Linked DNA regions of Mus musculus: all the other regions are linked to region 1. A link is a contact called in public HiCAR-type and promoter capture Hi-C data. All regions are on one chromosome and are shown on one strand. Each heading gives the region's core, a stretch centred on a gene start, on an enhancer-like site or on the middle of the called end of the contact. The rest is flanking DNA. Distances are from core to core; before and after follow the strand shown. Region 1 holds the start of Nxt1 (NTF2-related export protein 1). Region 2 holds the start of Snph (syntaphilin). Region 3 overlaps Gm52533 (a long non-coding RNA gene). Region 4 holds the start of Naa20 (N(alpha)-acetyltransferase 20, NatB catalytic subunit). Region 5 holds the start of Insm1 (insulinoma-associated 1). Region 6 overlaps Ralgapa2 (Ral GTPase activating protein, alpha subunit 2 (catalytic)). Region 7 holds the start of Nanp (N-acetylneuraminic acid phosphatase).

Region 1 (2,931 bases), core at 271-2,770:
CAGATCTTGAGGCTGGAAGACACAAGTTTCTAACCTGCATCTTGGCATGGAGATTTTGGGGCATAGTGGCCATGAAAAGTTTAGGCTAAACAAGGTAGTACACACCTTTAATGCCAGGAGATTGAGGCAAGGAGAACCCTGACTAATATGGGGGTGGTGGAATGGTGGAGGAGGGGGAGGGGGAGGGGAGAGAAAGAGAGAGAGAGGGGAGGGGAAGGGGAGAGAAAGAGGGAGAGGGGGGAGGGGTGGAGGAGAGGAAGGGGAGAGGGAGAGAGAGAGAGAGAGAGAGAGAGAGAGAGAGAGAGAGATTCTATCCTCTAGAGAACCTTGACGAATACGCTCAACTGTGTCAGTGGCCAGTCCTTTAGAATCAGAGGCATCTCTAATCTCCCAAATTCAAGGGCTACTGAAAGAATAAAGGTCAAGTTCTCCCTCAGGAAAAGTCCTGGGACCTACCACTACTTTATCCCCAGGTTTACTACATATTTTTGTGTAACTACTGCTCCAAAGGCACTTATTCATCCTTGAAACTCAGACTCCAACTTAATTCTTTCAATAATGAAAACTTTTCACTCACTTAACTCCAGTGGGAAGTGACCTATATTGAACAGCCATTCTCGTTTCTTAAATCTAAAAACAAATGTTCCCTTAGTAACATGAGCAAAAGGAGCCGAGAGGTTGGTAACAAAATACAGATTAAAGTACTTAATTGAACAAAGCCACTTACAAACAGCTCTCCTAGCCGGGCAGATGAAGCAAAGAATCAGGTCTCAGCAAAGTTAGCTCTTTGGGTTTTGATACACGAAGCAGTTTCCCAATTTCCCACGCGAAATGGCTCCATTTCTATGCTAGGTATCTAGACAGCTCCAGATTAAAACAAATTCAGTGTCTTAAATGAGGTGGTACTGCGCCGCAGCTGGAGCCAGCAGGAAACTCAATTTGCACTGCATAGAAAGTCAACTACCATTGTCCCCTTGCCCGCCTCTTCGACCTCAGTTCTCACTAGACTAAAATTTGTTCTCTTATAAGTTCATCTGCTTGTCAACTCTAAGTAGCTTCACCTTAGGAAGGGTGCGCTCAGCTAAGATATTTGACCATATTTGACCACAAGGACTTCCACAGACTCTCAGATTTAGCCTTCCACCGGGTTCCTACACTACGGGTGTCTATGTGCTGGGTTCAGTCCAGAGCCTTATTGAAGCCATGCTGTTGTCTCCCTAGTTAGCATCAACCAGTGAAGCTCCACGTTGAAGCTTCACGAGTCTCCACAAGATATCATCCCAACACACACAGAAGAAGGGAGCCAGATCTAGCAAAGACAGATATCTCTTATTAACCAAGCCTTCCACAGCTAAGCGCGTTGACTCCACCCTCTCCACAACATCCAATCAGAGCTCCCTCAACCGGATCTTCTAGGATAGTGCCTAACCCGGAACCTACACTGTCTTTGCCGCCACACCTGGGCGGAGCCAAGTTTTCTACTGGCTCGCGTAGCTGCCCGTCGCGGGGAGGCGGGAGTCGACGGGAACCGGGATGCTAGCGCCTGCGCACATTGCAGCTTGCGGCGCGCGGGAAGCCACTACCGGCGCTTAACCGTTCCTCGCCTCCTGGACGTCGGCTTCTCAGGCGGAGCCTCTGGGAGGAAGAGGAGAACAGGAGAGAAACTCTTCTGGCCCGGGACCGCGACCGGGGCGGAACCCGGGACCGAGTCGCCTTGGCGGCGCTGACCGAGATCGAGCAGGTAAGTGAGCGCTCCTGCCTGGCCGTCTGGCAACGCCGCGGCACCAGGGACCTCTTCCCTTTTCTTAGGCTCAATAAGACATGGATGTTGTCCTTTCCTCCACGTGGTGTCTCTGCAACCTGGCATCAGGCTTTTTTATGTGCAGAACCGTGGCGGTGAGTTTGCCATACCCGGAGGAGAGCAGCAGTTTGGGGCCGGGGGATGTAAGAAGCGACTCCCAGCTGGAAATGAGGCCCGGGGCACGGCTGCCGTTTCTGAGGTCCAACTCCAGGAAACTACAGTATGAACCATGGGAGTGGAGCATCTTTCTGACTCTCACTCTACTATGTTTCGGTCGTACTGCTCTCTCCTTAAGAGAGAAAGATGACCGGGTTCTGTGGGTAGCTGAGGACCAGAAATAGGGGTGATCATCTTTGGGGGCGTGACCAATGTTAGGGCGAAGCATTGTGGCCTAAAGAAGTGGGGATGAGGTGGTTGGACAGAGAAATATGGTTACCTTGGAGAACATTGTTAAGCCAGCATCCCTAGAGCTGTTTTCATATAGAACTGCTTTCAAAAAAATCCTGGAACTTAGTAAGCATAGCTCTGACTCCCTTGCTTCCGTAGAATGAAGCAAGTAAGTTTGTAACTCTTTTTGTAAAGTTGTTACAGTGACTTGTGCAATGATGATTGAGGGAATGTACCTAAACTACTAAGCAAACAGCACTTCAGATTGATTGTTGAGTCGGAGGACCTTGGTGAGAGAGTGGCAAGAGCAGTATCAAGCTGGCTCCGAATTCATCTATAGGGCCAGCTTCCTCCTTGCTCTGTGTGGAATCCATCGTTCATAAACTGATAAGCTTAAAAAAATGAAACCGGGCATGGTGGCGCACGCCTTGAATCCCAGCACTTGGGAGGCAGAGGCAGGCGGATTTCTGAGTTCGAGGCCAGCCTGGTCTACAAAGTGAGTTCCGGGACAGCCAGGGCTACACAGAGAAACCCTGTCTCGAAAAACCAAAAAAAAAAAAATGTTGGCCCAGGCATGGTCGTGCACACCTTTATTCCCAGCACAAAAGGCAGAGGCGGATGTCATGAGTTCAAAGCCAGTGTGGTCTACATAGAAGTGGCAGAAATACATAGAGAGAACGTGTCTCAATAAAATAATAAAGGCTCTTGAAATGAAAAAGCATGTGTTCACAGCTTAAAGTTTT
Region 2 (2,931 bases), core at 159-2,658, 3.0 Mb after region 1:
AGAGTCAAAAGAGAATGGCCAAGGGGACCTCAATTATTTCAAGGTCCGAACCTTAAATGGTTTTAATGGACAAGTCTCCAGAGTTATTGAAGCCACACTCAAGTGATATATTAAAATTGTACGGATCATCTAGCCCAGCCTCTGCACTGAACAGACAAGCAAACAGACACCCACACCCCAGAAAATAGTAAGATGGCTACTTGGAGCCAACCAGCAAGTTAAGGCCCAGAACCTCAGCCTATCTCACTTCCTTACACCCCTTGACTTGCAGAGACCAGCATTTTCTGGGAAACTCCTCCAGCCCACCCAAGTACCCCCAGGTGGGCAGAGAAGGCCAAGGCAACAAGCAGCATGTGACCAGCCTCGCCACCCCTGCAGCGTTGAAGCAAGGGAATGTGGGGAGTTTAGAGGCTGGCAGGTGTTGCAAGCCGTCTGGCTCCCTGCTAGGGAGTGGAAAGAGAAAACAACAGATACCCTGGAAGCTCCAGGGAGACTGAGGCAAATTTCTCACTCTAGGGATCATGGGAAATTCTGCCAGATCTACTGTAAGGCTCTGATGTTTATCAGTGGGCAAGATAGGAAGGCAGTCACAGGCACTTGACCTTGTGGTGGGTGTGCTGTGCGGTTCCAAAGAGAAGCTCACATGTTTGCAGAATGCCAGAAGAGAAAAACAAACAAGAAGGGCGAGGGGTTAGTTCCCTAAAACCCATCTACTAGATGTCAAAGACCTTGGGCGTCTTCCCTACTGAAAACAGCATCCTCTAATTAATTAGTAAATTTCACGCTAGGGAGAGGGGTGCTTACGAGGATGTGGGGGAATGGAGGGAGGCTAGGGATGAGTCACGTTAATCCCCTCCTCGCCTGGTACCTCTGCGGGATCGCGCCACCGCAAGCGGTCTCAAACTGACCCTGGCGGCCGCGGAGCCACGGAGGCCCCCTCCCGCTCCGCCGTGGCCTCCTCACCTGGGTCCACTCGCCCTCCGCAGTCCGGCCGGCTCGCACGACTCCCGCGCCGCTTGGCGCAGCGCCTCTGCAGTCGCTGCAGCAGCCGCCTGGCGGTGATCAGCAACCTGCGGCGGTGGGGAAGAGAGAGACAGAGGCGGGTGAGCGCCGGTGGCCGCAGCCCGCAAGCTCGGAGGACACGCTGCCCGCCGCGGGCTAGGGCAGCTCCTGTGCTTGGCCGGCGCCCCGCACCCCCGCAGTTGCACTCCTGGGTGCGGCGGGTGAGGCTGGGCGGTGGGCCCGGAGGTCCCCGGGGTCCTTGTCATCACCTGCGAAGGCTTCCATGGTTTGGGCTGCCCCCAGGAGGGCAGCCGGATTGCTCTCCCGAGCCCCAGCTGAAGGTGGCTAGCGGGTGCTTGCTGGGGCTGGGGCTGCGGGGAGGGAGAGGTGGAGGGCGGGGAAGGAGAGGTGGATGGAGGGGGATGAGCCAGTCGGCAGCTCGCCGGCAGCTGCGTAAGCCTCCCGTCTTCACTTTCCTTCTTAAAGAGATAGTTGGTTTCGCTCTGAGAGCCCTGGAGCCAAGACATCAACAAGCATGCATGGGGTCCTTTATTACCTCCAACTAGCTGTTGCTCAGAGGTGGGGGATGGGAAGGACTTCAAAGGGTATCTATCCCTTCAGCTTCTGGGCCTCAGTATCTCACCCCTTGGCACACATTAAGTAGTAGTATTATCTGGACGCCTTTAGAAACATTTTTGACCCCCTAAACCAATTTGTGAATGTCAGGAGTTATTTAATGCGAACAGCTCTTGCCTTAAAAAAAAAAAAAAAATCTTAAAATCCCGAAGGTATTTAAGAAATGTTATCCTTTGCAGTATTAAAACAGTAAGCTGGAAAGTTGGGCAATAAAAAGCGAATTAATCCTTATTGTGGGTTTGTCTCCTGCCTTTTACCTGACATCAAAGGGCTCAAGGGACCACAAAGTCCAGGAAGCTGGATTTCTAGCGCTCCCATTTCTGGCCGCCATAAGTTAACTTGCTGGCCTGGTTTCTTGCCTGCCCCACTGGGTGCAGTAGGAAGGGGCTCCCTTCTTGAAGCAGCCCTTTCTGGTCAGCTGGGCCTTTGCTCACTACCTTCTGGGAAGTTTTCACCTTGCTGTCTTGCTCTTATTCTAGCTCAACTCGCTGGTGTCCTCTCACATGACTTTGCCCGCCACTCATTTTGCTCTTTTGCTCTTAAATTCTTCCTTGCTGGGCCTCTACCCCCAGCTTTTATTTGCTAGTTCATGGGTTTGGAACAACCGAGACGTCCAGTTTGCTCCTTGGACTCCTCAAAGTCTCTGCTCAGACACTGCTATCTCAGGGAGGTCATCTGCCATTGTCAACTTGACTGAATTTACAGTCGACTCGGAAACATATGTTTGAATATGTCTGTGAGGGTGTTTGCAAAGAGATTTCCCTAAGGAAAGAAGAAAGGCCCACTTTGGACGTGAGCTAGGGCCCGGACTGGATAGGGTGAAAAGAGAAAACTCATTGCGTAGGAACATTCATCGCTTTGCTTCCTGACTGAGGACACAACGCGACCATAAGCTTTCTGCCATGTCTCCTCTGACATGATAAACTATATTTCCCTCAAACTACAGCCAAAATAGTCCTTCCCTTTTAAAGTTTCCTTCTGTCAGAGATTTGGTCAAGGTCCTGAGAAAAGTAATAGACCTTTTCCAGTCAACCTACAGAGCGCACCGACCTCCTCTTCCTTCAGTCGCTTGTTCTTGCTGTATGTACACATAAACGTGTGTTTGTGTGGGTGTAGGTGTGTACCCCGGAGCTTGTATGTGTGTGGGTGTGTGTGCACACCAGAGGTTGTGTGGATGGGTGGGTATATGTATGTACACCAGAGGTCCTTTTTAAAACCACTCACCACTTTCGTTTTTGAGACAAGGTCTCTCAATGAGCCTGGCTGGAGCTCACTCCCTGATTCACTACACTA
Region 3 (2,931 bases), core at 250-2,749, 2.9 Mb after region 1:
TTTACTTTCTATGGTGAGGCCAGTCTTTGGTGAATTGGTCAAATACATATTTACCTGTTAACATCTCAGGTGTCTTAGTTTGATTTTCTGTTGCTGTAACAAAAATACTCTAACAAAGGACTAGAGAGATGGCTCAGTAGTTAAGGTCTCGGGGTGCTCTTGCAGGGATCTAGGTTTAATTCCCAGCACTCAGTTCCAGTGGATCCAGTGTTCTCTTTTGGTTTCCATAGTTACCAGGCAAGCATGTGGTACATATACAAGTAGAAGGAGCACTCATGCACATAAAGTAAATTTTAAAATCTAAAAATGTACTCTGACAGAGGCAGCTTAAGGGAGAAAGGGTTTCTTTTAGCTCACATTTCCAGGTTACAGTCCATCCTTGTGAGGAAGGCACAACCGCATGAGCCAGAGACACTATTCACACCACATCCATAGTCAAGAAGCAGAACAGAGCAAATGAGTGTGTGCATGCTTGCACACAACTCACTTACTCCACTCTCACACAGTTCAGGAGCGCCTGCCACTGGAATGGTGTCACCCACAGTGGGTAGGTCCTCTCACAATTACTCACGGACATGCAACTAGGCCAACTGGTCTAGACCGTCACCCAAACTGCTGTCTTCGCAGATAATTCTAGATTGTGTCAAAGTTGACAACTAAAAATAACTCATCAGCTATATGAGCAAATAGTATTCCTTTTAAAATGTTGCTTCCTGGATCTATCTTGTTTCTTTCCTTCAGTTTTACCTTCTTTTGTGAATGACTGTTGTGTGTAAAGGTTGACATCAAGTATCTAGCTTAGTTGCTTCCTACCTTCTATATTGATGTGGGATCTCTCACTTCAACACAGATCACTGATTAGGCTAGTTTCTAGGTAGGACACTTCCTCTGGGAGTCTCCTATATCTGCCTCCCAGGTGCTAGGATTACAGCCAGGCTGCCATGCCCACCAGCATATACATGGATGCCAAAGATCCAAACTGCAGTTCTCATTCTTGTTTAGCTATCCGTCCGGACATACAGAATGGCTCATATAAGAATGTACGTTTTCACATTTCAATTTTAGAATTACATTACTTCTTGTGTGCACATGTGCATGAACACACATGCACACAGGTACATGCATGCCATGACTTGTTTGTGAAGGTCAAAGTACAACTTGGGAAGTCTGTTCTCTTGCAGTCTCTGGGTACAGCGTCTGAACTTACCAAGTTAGGCTTGGTGGTAGATATCTTTACCCACTGAGCCATCTTTTAAATACGTTTTTCTAAAACATTTATCTTTAAAGAGACTCATGATCAACTATCATATAATTTTAGGAAATCCAGCTGCTACAACTCTACATTAAAGTAGATTTTCTCATCACATCACGTATAAAATATAATCTGTAAGACAGCTAAAGGATTGAAAGAAAACAGTCATCACTCCCAGCTGAGAGACATTTGCTCCTGGGCTCTGCTCACTTAGCTCTTAAGAAGCTATGGGAATGGACTCGGGGCAGACTGCCAATAATCTCAGCATTGCCCCTTAGCTTCAAGAATCTAGGCAAGTCACACAGCCCTTTGGCCTTCTCTTCTGCAAAGTGGAGATACCAACGTCACAGGTTGACAATGGGGACAAAAGTGAGGTATTATATATACAGCCATGTGACCAAAACTATATTATACTTAGAAGTTGGAGAACACAGAAAAATGTATGAACTTGAGGGGGCGGGAAATAGACTGCCTATGACACCAAAGGCATGAGCAACAGAAGGAATATACAAAGCAAACATAAGATTTAAAATGTTTGTGTGAAGGACTTTAAAAAGAAAACCAAGGGCTACTGGCTACTTAGCAACTGGCTTAGTGGCTGAGAAAACTGGCTGCGCTTCCCAAGGATCTGGGCTCAATTCCCAGCATCCACATAGCAGCTCACAACTGTAACTCTAACTCCAGGAGATCTGATACCCTCTCCTGGCCCCCATAGACACTAGTTATACAGGTGGTGCACAGACATTCATGAAGGCAAATCACCCATACACATAATGATTTTTTAAAAACTTAAAAAGAAAATTGAAGTTATAGAATATGAGAAAACATTTGCAAATCAAGTCTGATTCAAGGACACAGTAGCCAAAAGATGTAAAAAAAAAACAAAAACAAAAACAAAACTCTACAACTCAGCAAAAATAATTTTCAAATAGAGAAAAGAATTAATAATAATAATTCCTAGCACTTTGTATGAGACTAATATAGTGATGTCCAAACCAGACAATAGGTAAGTGCCCAGAAACAGGCCAATATCCCTCACAAACATAGATTCCAAAATTTCTCCACAAAATATCTGGAAAGTACGGGGCGTGGTGGCGCACGCCTTTAATCCCAGCACTCCGGAGGCAAAGGCAGGTGGATTTCTGAGTTCAAGGCCAGCCTGGTCTACAAATTGAGTTCCAGGACAGCCAGAGCTATACAGAGAAACCCTGTCTCAAAAAAATAAAACAAACAAAAAAGTCTGGAAAGCAAGTCTAGCAACTTATCAAAAGGATTAGCACTGTGACTTTCTCACAGAAAGGGTGATTGAACACAAGGTCTGCCAGTGTAACTAACATACCATGCTAATGTTTCCTCAGGGGAAATGGCATGATATCCTCTCAATAGACACAGAAAGCATGCAACAACGTCTAGTACCTGTGCTTGGTTGTTGTTGTTGTTTTTTTTAATCTACAACTTAAGAATAGGAGCAATTTTTAAATTTTTATCTTTATACTCTCTAGGGGAGTGGACCTCAGGTCTTCAAGGCTTGGGTGGCAAGAAGTTGACTATCCCCAGCCTCACTTCATATGATTTTGAGACTATTTCCTAACTCCAGGTAACTACAAAAACATTTTGTTAAGTGAGAGACTAGTTTTTAAAAAGTCACACACACACACACACATACACACACACACATA
Region 4 (2,931 bases), core at 174-2,673, 2.8 Mb before region 1:
AAAGTAAGTGAATAGAGGGTAGAAGCTGAACTCATGGTGTCAAACTCCACCTTTCTACCATAGTAGCAGTTATATATATACTTTCGGGCCTGTCATACCCATGTTTACAATTATTCATTGTATAATTTACTTCATCAGGCTTAGAGACAAAGCTTGGCGAGGAGCCACTGGGACTACCTGCTCTTTCAACCATTTGCTTTCTTCTCCACCACACCTGGCCCTCAGGTTTGGCCAAGGAATTCCCAAGACACCTGCGGAGCAACTGAGTCCCAAAGGAGTTGGGGATGTGAGTCTGCTGTAATGTAGGCATCTCGCTGAGTTGGATTGGTTTGAGCTCAGCAGCATGTTCTCCAGGACCACCCCAACTGCTGGTAAGGAGAAGAGGGGAAGGCAGCTTCACAGCCCGACAGTACATAGTCTCCTCAGTCACTGGGTCTATGCCGTGGAGACGCTGGGCTGGTGCTTAAAATGTAGCAGGCCAGATGAAAGAATGTAATTCCTAATGGTTAACTTTCAACTTAGACATGAGATAATGTTTCATTTGGTTATTTGGAAACATGTTTGGATTACTTTGATAGCTCTATCATCTTGTATGCATGTATTTGAGACGGTCACACTATGTGTCCTTGACTGGCCTGGAACTCACTATATAGACCAGGGTTTTCGAGGCTCACTAACAGCCTCTTGTCTCTGTCTCCTTACTACTGGGATTACAGGTGTAAGGCACTATTCCTGGCTTGATCTGCTCTTTAATCACACATTTATTAAAATCAGCATCGAAAACAAATAGTTCTGATCATTTTTCTCTCGGATTAAAATAAACTGCAAATATATGGACCAGATTTCAAAGTCTTATTGCCAAAATAAGATAAGATATTCACATTTTTTATACAGATAATCTTTCTTTCTTTCTTTCTTTCTTTCTTTCTTTCTTTCTTTCTCTTTCTCTCTCTCTCTCTCTCTCTCTCTTTCTTTCTTTCTTTCTTTCTTTCTGTTCTTCCTTCCTTCCTTTCTTTTTCTTCCTCTCTCTCTCTTTCTCTCCCTCCCTCTCTCCCTCCTTTCCTTCCTTCTTTCCTTCCTTTCTTCTAAATAATTTTAATGTGCTAGAAAATTTAAGGTCACATCCCTGGTTCATGACAGTGGTTGAGAGAAGAGGCCCTGAGCCATCCTTTTAGGGATCACTTCCTAACTCACCCTGTGAAGCATCTTTGTAGTTTTGAAGCTTGCTTTTACGATTTGGCTCTCTGACTCCAGCTTCTTTCTCCTTGTTACTACTCTGCCTACTTTTTGGAAAGGGTCTGCGGGGCGCGGATCATTAAGGCAATTGCTGATTTCAGCCGCCAGAGAGAGCTACGACGCTACTCTTGTTGCCCAGCAACCTCTGGTCCGGAAGTAGTTCTTTGTCCCACCCCATGGCGGCCGCGGGCGCGAGTACTTCCGGTAGTGCGGGCGCGGGGTCGCGCCGAGCGGGTTGGAGGCTGGCGGCGGCGCAATGACCACGCTCCGGGCCTTCACCTGCGACGACCTGTTCCGCTTCAACAACATGTGAGTGAGGCACGGCCGGCCTCTGTCTTCGCGGCGCGGGACGGGGTCAGCCTCGCGGGGCCGTGGGCCGGGTGGACGCTGCGCGGGCGCGCTGACCGGTGACCTTGGCCGAGGCGCGGCGCTCCCGGTGCGCCCGGGATGATGCGGAGCCGGGCTGGACACCCCGCGCCCGCTCCCTGAGGCGGCCTCACTGCGGAGGGAGGGCGGGGAAGGAGCGCGGTCCTGGTTAAATTGTATCCCAGTGAAGTAACCTTGCGATGCTCCGGGCCCTCTCAGCAAGTTGTGGTTTGTGCTTGGTAGTTACAGTAGCGGAGCGCCCAAAGTAGACTGCCTTGGGTTTTTTTCTTTTTCTCTTAAAAAAAAAAAAAAAAAAAAAAAAAAGACAGGGTTCATTTCGTATCCCTGGGCTCCAGGAACTCTCTGTAGACGAGGCTGGCCTAAACCTCACAGATATGTCTTCCTGTCTTACTAGTGCTGGGATTAAAGGCATGCCCCACCACACCCAGCTAGACTACATTTTTTTTTTTTTGGTTGGGGATCCAATGTACTGAAGACTCCCCGGTGCTGTGTGGTTTCTTTTCAGTCCAAAATTTAAAAACCCGTGATTTGCCGTTCTCCCCTTCTCGCTTTTTAAAAAGAAAAAAAAATTTAGTTTGGAATCCAAATTATGACCATTTAAAAAGCTCAGCATTTCACCGCGAACTCCTGTAGACACATGACCTCGGTTATTTGCTTGATATAACGTAGTAAGAAGTATGGACCGGAAGGTTTAGGTAACAGAAGGGAAGAAACTCTGGGATGATGGACATTTCAAAGAGGGGATGAACCTTGATGAAGGAAATTTGGCAAGGAGGAAACTCTGGAGAAGGCTGCAGGAAAATGGAGTGTGAAGCAGGGTAGGCCTTTGCTTCAGGTGAAGCCAGGTTTAATTATCGTGTTTAATTGGTTCAGATCCGATCTTGTGAGATTTCGGTTAGGTCCCGCTTGTGTTGAATCCTCTGTGCATTTTAGTACTTGTGGCAGGCGCTCATGTAATAATAGGCCCTTAAATCTTCACAAATTCTGTCATGTGCTGATGTCCTCAGTTTCTGGGTGAGGGAAGGGATTGCACACACAGAACCCTGACGTGGAGTAGGTGGAGACTGGCCCTGGTGGTTGTTAAAAAATTGGTCCCATGGAGCTGGAGATGGTTCAGTTGTTAAAAGTACTGGGTGCTCTTCCAGAGGACAGGGGTTCACTCCACATGGAGGCTCACACTTGATTGTAATACTAGTTCCAAGAAGCTGCTGGCCTTTCCTGGCTTGAGTAAGCACCAGGTATGCATGTAACACACAGACATATAAAACCCATACCCATTCAATAAATGAAAAAGGTTGATCCTGGCAC
Region 5 (2,931 bases), core at 130-2,629, 2.5 Mb before region 1:
GTTTTCTCAGCCATTAGCAGGGAAGAGATCCCTAGACAAGTTGCCGGGTCTGGGTCCAAATCTGGCGTCTAGTGTGGCGTGTGTGTACCAGGGGTGTCCTTCGTTGTTGTCTCTTGCCAGTGGCACGGGAGGAAGCGGCTGGTCCTCTCAGGCTGCAGGCTCCCTCTGAGGACAGATTGGCCACCCCCACCTCCCCACACCCCCGGCAGCACGCGTCTCTTTTGCGTCCAGATTGGCCGCGACCCGCGCTCAATAGCGGGAGGTTAATTTCCTTCACAAAGGTGAAGGGGGCACGACTCCGGGGGGGGGGGGCCCCCGCGCCCAGACAGGCGGTTGCTTTATTCCGCAGCGCCTTGATTGGAGCCCTTGATTTAGCATCTGATGTCAACCCACAGACAAAATGCCCGCTCAGAATGAAAATGCATGAGGCTGCGCAGAGGGTGAAAACCAACTTCACCGTGCGTGGCCCACTTGGGTCAACTCCACAGGCGTTGCCTACGCCCTGGACAGCGAGGAGGCTCCTGAAGCCTGGGTCCGACCCTGGCAAAGATGCCAATCCTCCGGCTTCAGGCATATTAGGGAAAGGAACGTAACTTCAGATATTCAAGTTCCTTTTGGAAGCCAGCCAGCAGGCCAGGGATGCAGCCTCGCATCCGAGGGCGATCGAAAACGTGCTATGCCAACAGTTTCTCCAACTCGAGAGAAGCTTTCGAGGCCCGCCGGCAGGTTGAGCCCGTGAGCCCAGACCCGGCGCTCCGCCGAAGCCCGCTGGCTCAACGTGTTTACTCTCTGAAGCCCGGGTTCCCGCGGCCAGAGCACGGTCGGGCCACTGGCTGTCCGGAGTTGAGTTGCGCGTTCCCCTTGCCGATGATTTTCCATACGACGCGCGGAGCTCCCGCGCCCTTCTCCCGCAGCAGCCGCGGCCCTCGGGTCGCCCCTGCCCCCACCCCATCAGCGCGCCCAATTTCCCCCTGGGCTCCGGCTCGCGGATTGAACCCTCCTGACATATTTGGGGCCATTCTTCTCCTTTGTTGCTATTTAGCTCGCGACCCGCGGGTAATCCTCGCGCGGGAGGGGGGCGCACATTGTCGTGCTGATGGACGGGCCCATTTGGCGGCTCCGCGCCCCCCGGAGGAGACACACAAAGCCCAGGCACGTGCGCCTCCCCATAGAGGAGCAGCAGACCGTGAAGGGAGGCGGGGCCGGGCGTGTGCCTGGGCCAGGCGGGGCGGCGGCGCCGGGCGCGGCGGGGCGGGGCGGGGCGGGGCGGCCGAGGGGCGCGCGCTGGGGCCCCGCGCCCTCAGGTACATCTGCCGCACCTACCGGGCGACCCTCGAGTCCCGGCCCCTTTTTTGCCGCTCCGTCGCCCTCCCGCCCTCGTCGGCGGAGGAGCTGCGGACGCTCTGATTGGCTCTGGGGGAAGCGGGAGGCGAGAACAATGGCCCCCTCCCCCCGTTAAAAGGGAGCGGCGCCCGGGCCCGGGGACAGGGACGCGCGTGCGGAGCGCAGAGCCGGGCCAGCAGCCGCGGGCACTGCGGGAGTCCCGAAGCCGCCGCGTGCAGGCGATGGGCTGGGGTCACTGAGGGCCGCCAGGGCCGAGCACGGAGGTGGGACCCAACCAGTGCGTCGCCCTTTTCACCGCGCCAACATGCCCCGCGGGTTTCTGGTGAAGCGCAGCAAGAAGTCCACGCCCGTGTCCTACCGGGTCCGCGGCGGCGAGGACAGTGACCGGGCGCTGCTGCTGTCACCCGGCTGCGGGGGCGCCCGCGCCGAGCCCCCGGTGCCCAGCCCCGGGCCGCTGCCGCCACCTCCGCCGCCGGCGCTCGCGGAGCGCGCCCATGCTGCGCTCGCCGCCGCGCTCGCCTGCGCGCCAGGCCCGCCGCCGCCACCCCCGCCAGGCCCGCGGGCCGCGCACTTCGGCAACCCCGAGGCTGCGCACCCGGCGCCTCTCTACAGTCCCACGCGGCCGGTGAGCCGCGAGCACGAGAAGCACAAGTACTTCGAGCGCAGCTTCAACCTGGGCTCGCCGGTGTCCGCTGAGTCCTTCCCCACGCCCGCCGCGCTGCTCGCAGGGGGAGGCAGCGGCGCCAACGGCGCTGGCGGCGGCGGCGGCGGCACCTGCGGCGGAGACGCGCTGCTCTTCGCTCCCGCCGAGCTCAAGATGGGCACTGCGTTCTCCGCCGGCGCCGAGGCGGCCCGGGGTCCTGGGACCGGTCCTCCACTGTCCCCCGCCGCGGCCCTGCGGCCCCCGGGCAAGCGACCGGCGCCCCCCGCCGCTGTCGCTACAGAGCCGCCCGCCAAGGCAGCCAAGGCCCCGAGCGCCAAAAAGCCGAAGGCCATCCGCAAGCTGCACTTCGAGGACGAGGTGACCACGTCGCCGGTTCTGGGGCTCAAGATCAAGGAGGGCCCGGTGGAGGCGCCGCGGGGTCGCGCGGGGGGCGCGACCCGACCCCTGGGCGAGTTCATCTGCCAGCTGTGCAAGGAGGAGTACGCTGACCCGTTCGCGCTGGCGCAGCACAAGTGCTCGCGCATCGTGCGCGTGGAGTACCGCTGCCCAGAGTGCGCCAAGGTCTTCAGCTGCCCGGCCAACCTGGCCTCGCACCGCCGCTGGCACAAACCACGGCCGGTGCCCGCGGCGGCCCGCGCGCCAGAGCCAGAAGCCGCCACCAGGGCGGAGGCGCGCGAGGCTGCGGGCGGCGGCAGCAGCGATCGGGACACGCCGAGCCCTGGCGGCGTATCCGAGTCAGGCTCCGAGGACGGGCTCTACGAGTGCCACCACTGCGCCAAGAAGTTCCGTCGCCAGGCCTATCTGCGCAAGCACCTGCTGGCACATCACCAGGCGCTGCAGGCCAAAGGCGCGCCCCCGCCCCCGCCGCCGCCGCCACCCCCCGCCGAGGACATCCTGGCTTTCTACGCGGGGCCCGACGAAAA
Region 6 (2,931 bases), core at 153-2,652, 2.4 Mb before region 1:
AGCACTCGATCCCACCCACAAGTGTCTTCCTTCTTTTCGGAGATATGTCTTAACTTTTCCCTTTTTGGTAACTCAGTTTTCAGTCCTCTTACACCCAGTTTTCTCCTTCTATATACAAACTCTAGTACAAACCCACCACCTTCAGCATAGACCTGAGACTATTGGCCTCAGTGATAGACGAAGCCAACTACTAGTATACATCTTGTGTGGCCAGTTTGCTGAAAGCAATGTTTCCTCTCTCTCTCTCCTTGGGCTTCCCTTTTCTTATGTCTCTATGGCTACCTCTTCCTTCAAAACCTACTCTTTCACAGTTTCACAGAACTTTGTCTATGGGTATACATTGGATCAGCCCAACCCCTGCATAGGTTCCAACTTGTCCCCTTGCCACTGCTACAGACCAGGCCCTGCCTGTTCTCTCCCAGACAGAACTCCTCCCACAGCTCTGTGCAGGCTCTCGCTGCCTCTGTCTTTGCTGTGTGCCTGTTTCTGCATGTGCCTATCCTACGCTCTGCCATATGGAAGCATCTGTCATTCTCAAATGTAATGGGCTTTCATAGCCTAGTCCATAAGCAAACAGTGTCCTCTCTCCCTTGGAATATCTTATTCACATTTATATTCTGAGTGGTTAGGATGGTGCCTGGCACATGGCAGGAAGGCTGCAAATGCTGACACATGCATAATTGGTTGTGCATGGTGAAACAGAACACATGGTATGGCTTGATTTCCTTCCTACAGTGAGGGGAGATGGGCAGAAGAAATCAAAGGTCTGTCCTGGAAGAAAAGCTCAGGATCCCACTGGAGAAGAAAGAACTTGGGTTGTTAGAACTTTAAAGGGAAGGGTCATTTTTGAAGCTGTGTACATTAGGAGCAGAATCTAGGAATGCTATTAAGCTCACATATCTAAGAGAGGCTCTAGTATTACCATATGTTCATGTACCTGTTAGCTAACAATGAAAGCTAATTTCACTTGTGACAGAACAAGGCATAAAACTACTTTTTCTTAGGCACACTGACTCTCTCCATCAAATATGGATAGTTCCAGAGTAGAGATAGCAAATGAAACGGAGACTATTGTTCTACTGAAGTGGACATTTATTCTAGAAAGCCACCATCTGCTTGATTTGGGGTGAACTCCTCCTAATGGGCACATTGCATATGGCAAGGGAACCTTTTCCCTGAGACAAGTTCTCTGAGGAGGAGAATGAAAGCCCTTGGCTCAAATGCTTATAGGAACTTCTATCAGCAGCCCACAGTTTCATTTTGGAATGTTTAGCTGGCTTGGGAACTGTAAACATAACATGTGGCAAGCTTCCCATTTACTGTGCTCTAGGCAGAGGAGCAGGCCCTGCGAGCGATGGAAGAGGCAGATGGTAGGTGTGTTGGCTCTCACTATTCAGCCGTGCAGTGGCCACGGGACGGAAGCATGCTTGACAGATCTGATTCAGCTCACTGTGGAGGTTACAGGAAGGCACAGGAGGGCTGGGCTGAGCCATTAGAGGGCGCTTTCCATATACAGTCCTACTGTGGGCACATTTTTTGTTTTTTAAGTTATGGGAGACAATGATATTTTTCAGTCTTCTATGTGCCTCTGCCACACAGTTCCAACTGTTTGATCATTAGCCAAGAGAACTGTACACAAGAACTCTTTTGACCCAAAGCTAGATCTACTGCTAAAAAACAAAACAAAACAAAAAGCCCCCCAAAGACAATTTTTTTTTTTGGCAGTACTTCCAATCCCCAGTTAATCAGAAGGGAATTAAAAAAAAAAAAACATTACAGAGTCAGATTGATACTTAACTGTTCACATTTTTACTTTTAGTTAAAATTTACATGAAACTGGATCCTAATCAAGTTTATTCTAAGGAAGTGAAACATCGGCCACCTGGGGAAGGACTGGAGAGGCAGAGATAACTAAGTAATTTCACTGGCTGTCTGCTTCGGGTGTCATCAGCTCAACATGGGCCAGCATACAGTCACTACACAAAAAAAACCAAGTGGCCCCAGGTAAAGGATTTACGAAGGTATGAACAACATGACTGTTGTTCATAGAATGGCCTAGAAAGTGTGGGACACCGATAAGAACAGAGTAGCTTGTCAATGTTCTATTTCACAATTGTAATCTAAATAGTAGAAGCAAAACAGGGACGTAGGGTGGTTATATAAAAAGGTCTGGATGACAAGGAAATTTTTTGTTATTGTTCAGCTCAGTGACCTGTATCTCAAGGAAGCAGGGAGCAGTAATTTTTTTCTCTGATATTTGGTCTTGAAGTGAAGTTTTCTTCTAGGGCAGCACACCCAGGCTGCTTCCTTCCTTAACAAGCCTGGGTTCATACCAATACAGCTTTGTCAAGGGATATACTGCCAGGCTTTGGGGGGAAAAAACCCAAAAAACCAAACAACATCTATCAATGCCTGACATTTGGAGCCAAAGTTCCTCAACATGTTCTGGGGATTTCAGGATGGGTTACAGGCAGGGCTTTCAGGGCCACATGGCCAGAACAGCTGGCCAGGAGAACTGTGTCCTCAGTGACCGACCAAGATTTCATAAAAGCCGAGAGGTTACACTCTTCTCTTCTACCAAAGCCTAACTTGCACTGAATGCAGAAAGAAAGCAGCAGTGAATGGCCACAGAGCCATGGACAACCACAGGGCCCTATCATACCCTCTCTGAGTTGTGCTACCCCCTTGAAACAGCCAATCAGTTGCTCTGCAAACTGCCACAGCAGGAAAGAGATTACAGGTGACCCAGGTTTCCCTTACTATCACTTATTCCTTGCTTAACAACAAACTAACAAAGAGAGGGGTGCTAAAATACACATACATGAACAAGAAAATATATACAGATGAGAAGTTTTTGTACAGTTTTTTTTTTTTACTAAGAACAAAATATACATGCACACATGACCTATGGTATATGAAATGCAAAATTCT
Region 7 (2,931 bases), core at 200-2,699, 2.4 Mb after region 1:
GCATAGACAGGGGGTCTGCTGAGGCACCGAGTACTGGGAGAATTGTGATTCAAATGTGAGGTTTAATAGACCTACTTAACAAGAACCAGCCTAACACAAAACCTGAGTCTCAAAACACGGGCCTCAGCTGGATAAGAGCACCTGTTGAGTGTGCCCTGTCTGCAGTCTGAGATAATGGAGGCAGAACACACGGAAGTATGTAACGTGTGAGGGTGTCACAATGCACGGGGCAATCGACAGCGTGGAAATCTTCAGTTAAGACTGATTCCAAGTGTGGGGAGAAGTAGCTCAGGGGAGAACCTGTCTCGGATGGCGAGGAGGTAGGCTCAAACCTCAGAACCAAGAAAATAACACACACACACGCACACGCACACGCACATGCACACCCCAATTCAAAATACCTAGTGACGTTGGCACTTTGGGAGCCACCTAACCACTTGGCAAGCCTATTGTATTCTTGTGGCAGAGACAGAAGCTACGTCCCAGTGAGTGGATTTGGAAATACAGAGAAGAGAGCCCTGATGGAGACAACGGGTGGCAATTTTCCTTAAAACATAGCTGTGCAGAAAAGCACAGTCCAAGAGAGATGTAGGGTTAAAAAATTTTAAAGACCGACACGAACAAACTGTGGGTGCAATGCAGCAAGAAATGTGGAAGGTTTAAGATCCAGATAAACAAAAAACTACCTGAAGACGCATAAGACCCTTAGTATTGAAAGGGCAGGCATTTTTTTGTAAGTGGGCTTTCCACATCTGATACTCCTTCGGTTTCTCCTTGAAGCTGAAGGCAGGGGATGGAAAGTAGGGGTGGGTTAAGAGCAGGACTGGAAAAGGAAGATGTCCGACAGCATCTGTAGCTATAGCTAGGAGGGTGCAGATCAGCAATGCCTCACTAAAAGACTGCCCCCTCAGCATTTTATGTGCCGAGGGTCTCAGCACCAGAAAGCCCGGAAGGCCACAGGGAGGCCTGCAGGGAAAAAAAAAATGCTATGATGTAGGTTAAGTCCAGGCCCGCCTCTCAGAGTTATATAACTTCCTGGGCCAAAGCCTTGTCTGAGCCTCTTCCCCAAAACCCACCGCAGCCCATCTCGCGCGGGGCTGCAGCAAGAGGAGGGCGAGGGGTCTCGTCCCGCGCCGTCCGAGCCCGGGTGACCGCAGGTGGCGGCGACTCTGCAGTCGTGGCAGTTCAGAGTCCAGCACCCGGCCCCACGCGCGGGAAAGAAGCTCCACGGGCACGCAGCGGGGGGACTGAGGGTGCGGAGCGGAGTGCTGGCCCGGCAGGGGAGGGCGACGGCGCGGGGACGTTACCTCCAACATGCCTCTCCTGCTCGCCCCGGCCGTGTCGATGAGTGTGTTGTCCAGGTCAAAGAAGACCGCGCGGACCCGACTCAGCCCCATAGCCTCGGCAACCCAAGCAGCGCGCGAGCCGCTTCTGCCGCGCCGCGCATGCGCAAGGCGGTCAGGAACACCTGGGCGGAGTCTCGGAGGTCACCTGACCCTTCCAAAGCTCCGGGGTCTCCGTGGCAAGATCGCGCGAGATTCGGACACTAAATTTTATAGGGTGCGCGTGCACGAGAGGTGGATGAGTGTTATCAAGGCTTACTGCTGTGTGTGGGTGGATGGTCCTCTCCGTTAATGGCTTGGTGGGCTTGCTTAGGGCTGAGAAGGACATCCGAGCCGTACTGGAGAAACTCTCCAGACCCTTGGCTGGCCTGTCTTTCTATGGTGACCGCACAGTCTCCATCAGGAGATGGGGCAGGAGAGTGTGCCCACCAACCTCGGAACCTAGCTGCCCGGTGACTTTAGCGCTTCACTTCTTGCCCACAGCCTTGTAGGAACTAGAGCCTTCATCTGAACATCCTTTGAAAGATGCTTAGAAGAACTGAAGAGAAATGGGAGTCTCTGCAGTGTCTGCCGAATGGTTGTTCTTAAAAATGTGTATTTGTGTTTCTGTGTACGTGAGTGCCTGCAGAGGACAGACGAGGTCGTCCTGGAGCTGCAGTTGCGGCGGCTGTGAGCTGCCCACTGTGGGTGCTGGGAACTTGGGTCCTCTACAAGAGCAGTATGAGTTCTTAACCAGTGAACCATTTCTCCAGCTCCTTTCCCTCCATCTTTACTCATTTTTCTGAAACTCTGCAGCCCAAGTCTTGTGTGCCTATTAATTGCATGGTTTTCTGTAATTTCTAGCAAGGAACCGAGACTGTCTGTTAAGAACCCCACAAGATAAGTAACAAGGTTTGCCTTCTGTTGGTTGAAATCAACCTCTAATCCTTTTTTATTGATGAAATTTGGAGTCACTTTCACTAACCTGGAACTTATTGGGTCAGCCAATGCCACAGACCTGGTTCTGAGCTTTCGAATTAGGATTGGTTCTTACATTGTAAGTTATTCAGAGAAAATGAGAAAGTATTTCATAACATGTGAGAATTGATTAAATTTAATTGTCTATAGTTTCAGTTTTTGTTGTTTGTTTGTTTGTTTTGAGACAGTGTCACATTGAGTAACTGATTGGCCTGGAGCTAGCTGTGTAGACCATGCTGGCCTCAAATTCAGAGTGATTTGCCTCCCTCTGTCTCCCAAGTGCTAGTTCTCCCAAGTACCACCACATCTGGCTTGAATTAACTTCAACTAAGATCTTTGTCTATACTTGAATGATACTGGCTCCAAGTGGCTTCTGTTCATAGTGAACTGTACCCTACCTGGGTAATATATACAAATTGTGAAAAAATGGCTGGGCCTCCAGCCAGTCAGGCCCAAACCGCCAAAACTATGTAAGGTAAAGGCTGACTTCAGCCAGTCATATTGTTCTTGTCTTTTCATTGGCTACAAATTTAACTTTGAGCTGTATTGTGTTCATAAGGAACTTGTTGGCCCACCTTTGCTTGGCTGTAAAACTTCCTGTGTTTTGAGATAAACTTAACTCCTTTTGGGT

Evidence for each region. Promoter capture Hi-C pulls out the DNA fragments that hold promoters and counts their contacts. HiCAR-type assays count read pairs that join an accessible place to other places.
Region 2: a contact with region 1 is called in a promoter capture Hi-C map of cranial neural crest. The contact joins the promoter of Snph here to the promoter of Nxt1 in region 1.
Region 3: a HiCAR-type map of astrocytes shows a contact between it and region 1, with 6 times the contacts expected there. The contact joins the enhancer-like site here to the promoter of Nxt1 in region 1. A contact is called at or near these places in 8 of 39 promoter capture datasets (the HPC-7 cell line, cranial neural crest, hippocampal neurons and 4 more), 3 of 115 datasets of contacts at active chromatin or transcription factors (astrocytes, embryonic forebrain and epiblast stem cells) and 1 of 9 other capture datasets (pancreatic islet).
Region 4: a contact with region 1 is called in a promoter capture Hi-C map of pre-B cells, with 3 times the contacts expected there. The contact joins the promoter of Naa20 here to the promoter of Nxt1 in region 1. A contact is called at or near these places in 4 of 39 promoter capture datasets (cranial neural crest, hippocampal neurons, liver and 1 more), 4 of 484 Hi-C or Micro-C datasets (CD4 T cells, CD8 T cells, the G1E-ER4 cell line and 1 more), 2 of 115 datasets of contacts at active chromatin or transcription factors (astrocytes and embryonic forebrain) and 1 of 9 other capture datasets (adipose tissue).
Region 5: a promoter capture Hi-C map of pre-B cells shows a contact between it and region 1, with 5 times the contacts expected there. The contact joins the promoter of Insm1 here to the promoter of Nxt1 in region 1. A contact is called at or near these places in 3 of 39 promoter capture datasets (cranial neural crest, pre-B cells and stem cell-derived epiblast-like cells) and 1 of 115 datasets of contacts at active chromatin or transcription factors (astrocytes).
Region 6: a promoter capture Hi-C map of liver shows a contact between it and region 1, with 2.7 times the contacts expected there. The contact joins the enhancer-like site here to the promoter of Nxt1 in region 1. A contact is called at or near these places in 5 of 39 promoter capture datasets (the 3T3-L1 cell line, hippocampal neurons, liver and 2 more).
Region 7: a promoter capture Hi-C map of pre-B cells shows a contact between it and region 1, with 4 times the contacts expected there. The contact joins the promoter of Nanp here to the promoter of Nxt1 in region 1. A contact is called at or near these places in 6 of 39 promoter capture datasets (the C10 cell line, cranial neural crest, hippocampal neurons and 2 more), 3 of 115 datasets of contacts at active chromatin or transcription factors (astrocytes, embryonic forebrain and embryonic stem cells) and 1 of 9 other capture datasets (liver).

Annotation. Positions count from the first base shown.
Region 1 is chr2:148,671,095-148,674,025 of GRCm38.p6, forward strand. Nxt1 (NTF2-related export protein 1) reads left to right here and starts at 1,521. Exons shown (of 2, transcript NM_019761.6): 1 at 1,521-1,741.
Region 2 is chr2:151,631,185-151,634,115 of GRCm38.p6, forward strand. Snph (syntaphilin) reads right to left here and starts at 1,409. Exons shown (of 6, transcript NM_198214.3): 1 at 1,272-1,409; 2 at 964-1,070.
Region 3 is chr2:151,521,207-151,524,137 of GRCm38.p6, forward strand. It overlaps Gm52533 (a long non-coding RNA gene), which reads left to right. Exons shown (of 2, transcript XR_003953956.1): 2 at 2,755-2,931. Among named protein-coding and RNA genes, the nearest start is that of Gm52533, 4.1 kb to the left of the region's middle. Within about 2 kb of position 1,500, at least 2 of the 459 cell types and tissues checked have an H3K27ac peak or open chromatin away from gene starts, as enhancers often do. A contact at or near this core is called in astrocytes, where this site is marked.
Region 4 is chr2:145,901,818-145,904,748 of GRCm38.p6, forward strand. Naa20 (N(alpha)-acetyltransferase 20, NatB catalytic subunit) reads left to right here and starts at 1,424. Exons shown (of 6, transcript NM_001141965.1): 1 at 1,424-1,545. The coding sequence starts at 1,493.
Region 5 is chr2:146,220,618-146,223,548 of GRCm38.p6, forward strand. It overlaps Insm1 (insulinoma-associated 1), which reads left to right and starts at 1,380. Exons shown (of 1, transcript NM_016889.3): 1 at 1,380-2,931. The coding sequence starts at 1,649.
Region 6 is chr2:146,309,114-146,312,044 of GRCm38.p6, forward strand. The region is part of intron 38 of Ralgapa2 (Ral GTPase activating protein, alpha subunit 2 (catalytic)); the gene reads right to left. Among named protein-coding and RNA genes, the nearest start is that of A930019D19Rik, 51 kb to the left of the region's middle. Within about 2 kb of position 1,403, at least 41 of the 459 cell types and tissues checked have an H3K27ac peak or open chromatin away from gene starts, as enhancers often do. A contact at or near this core is called in liver, where this site is marked.
Region 7 is chr2:151,037,930-151,040,860 of GRCm38.p6, forward strand. It overlaps Nanp (N-acetylneuraminic acid phosphatase), which reads right to left and starts at 1,450. Exons shown (of 2, transcript NM_026086.2): 1 at 1,308-1,450. The coding sequence starts at 1,397.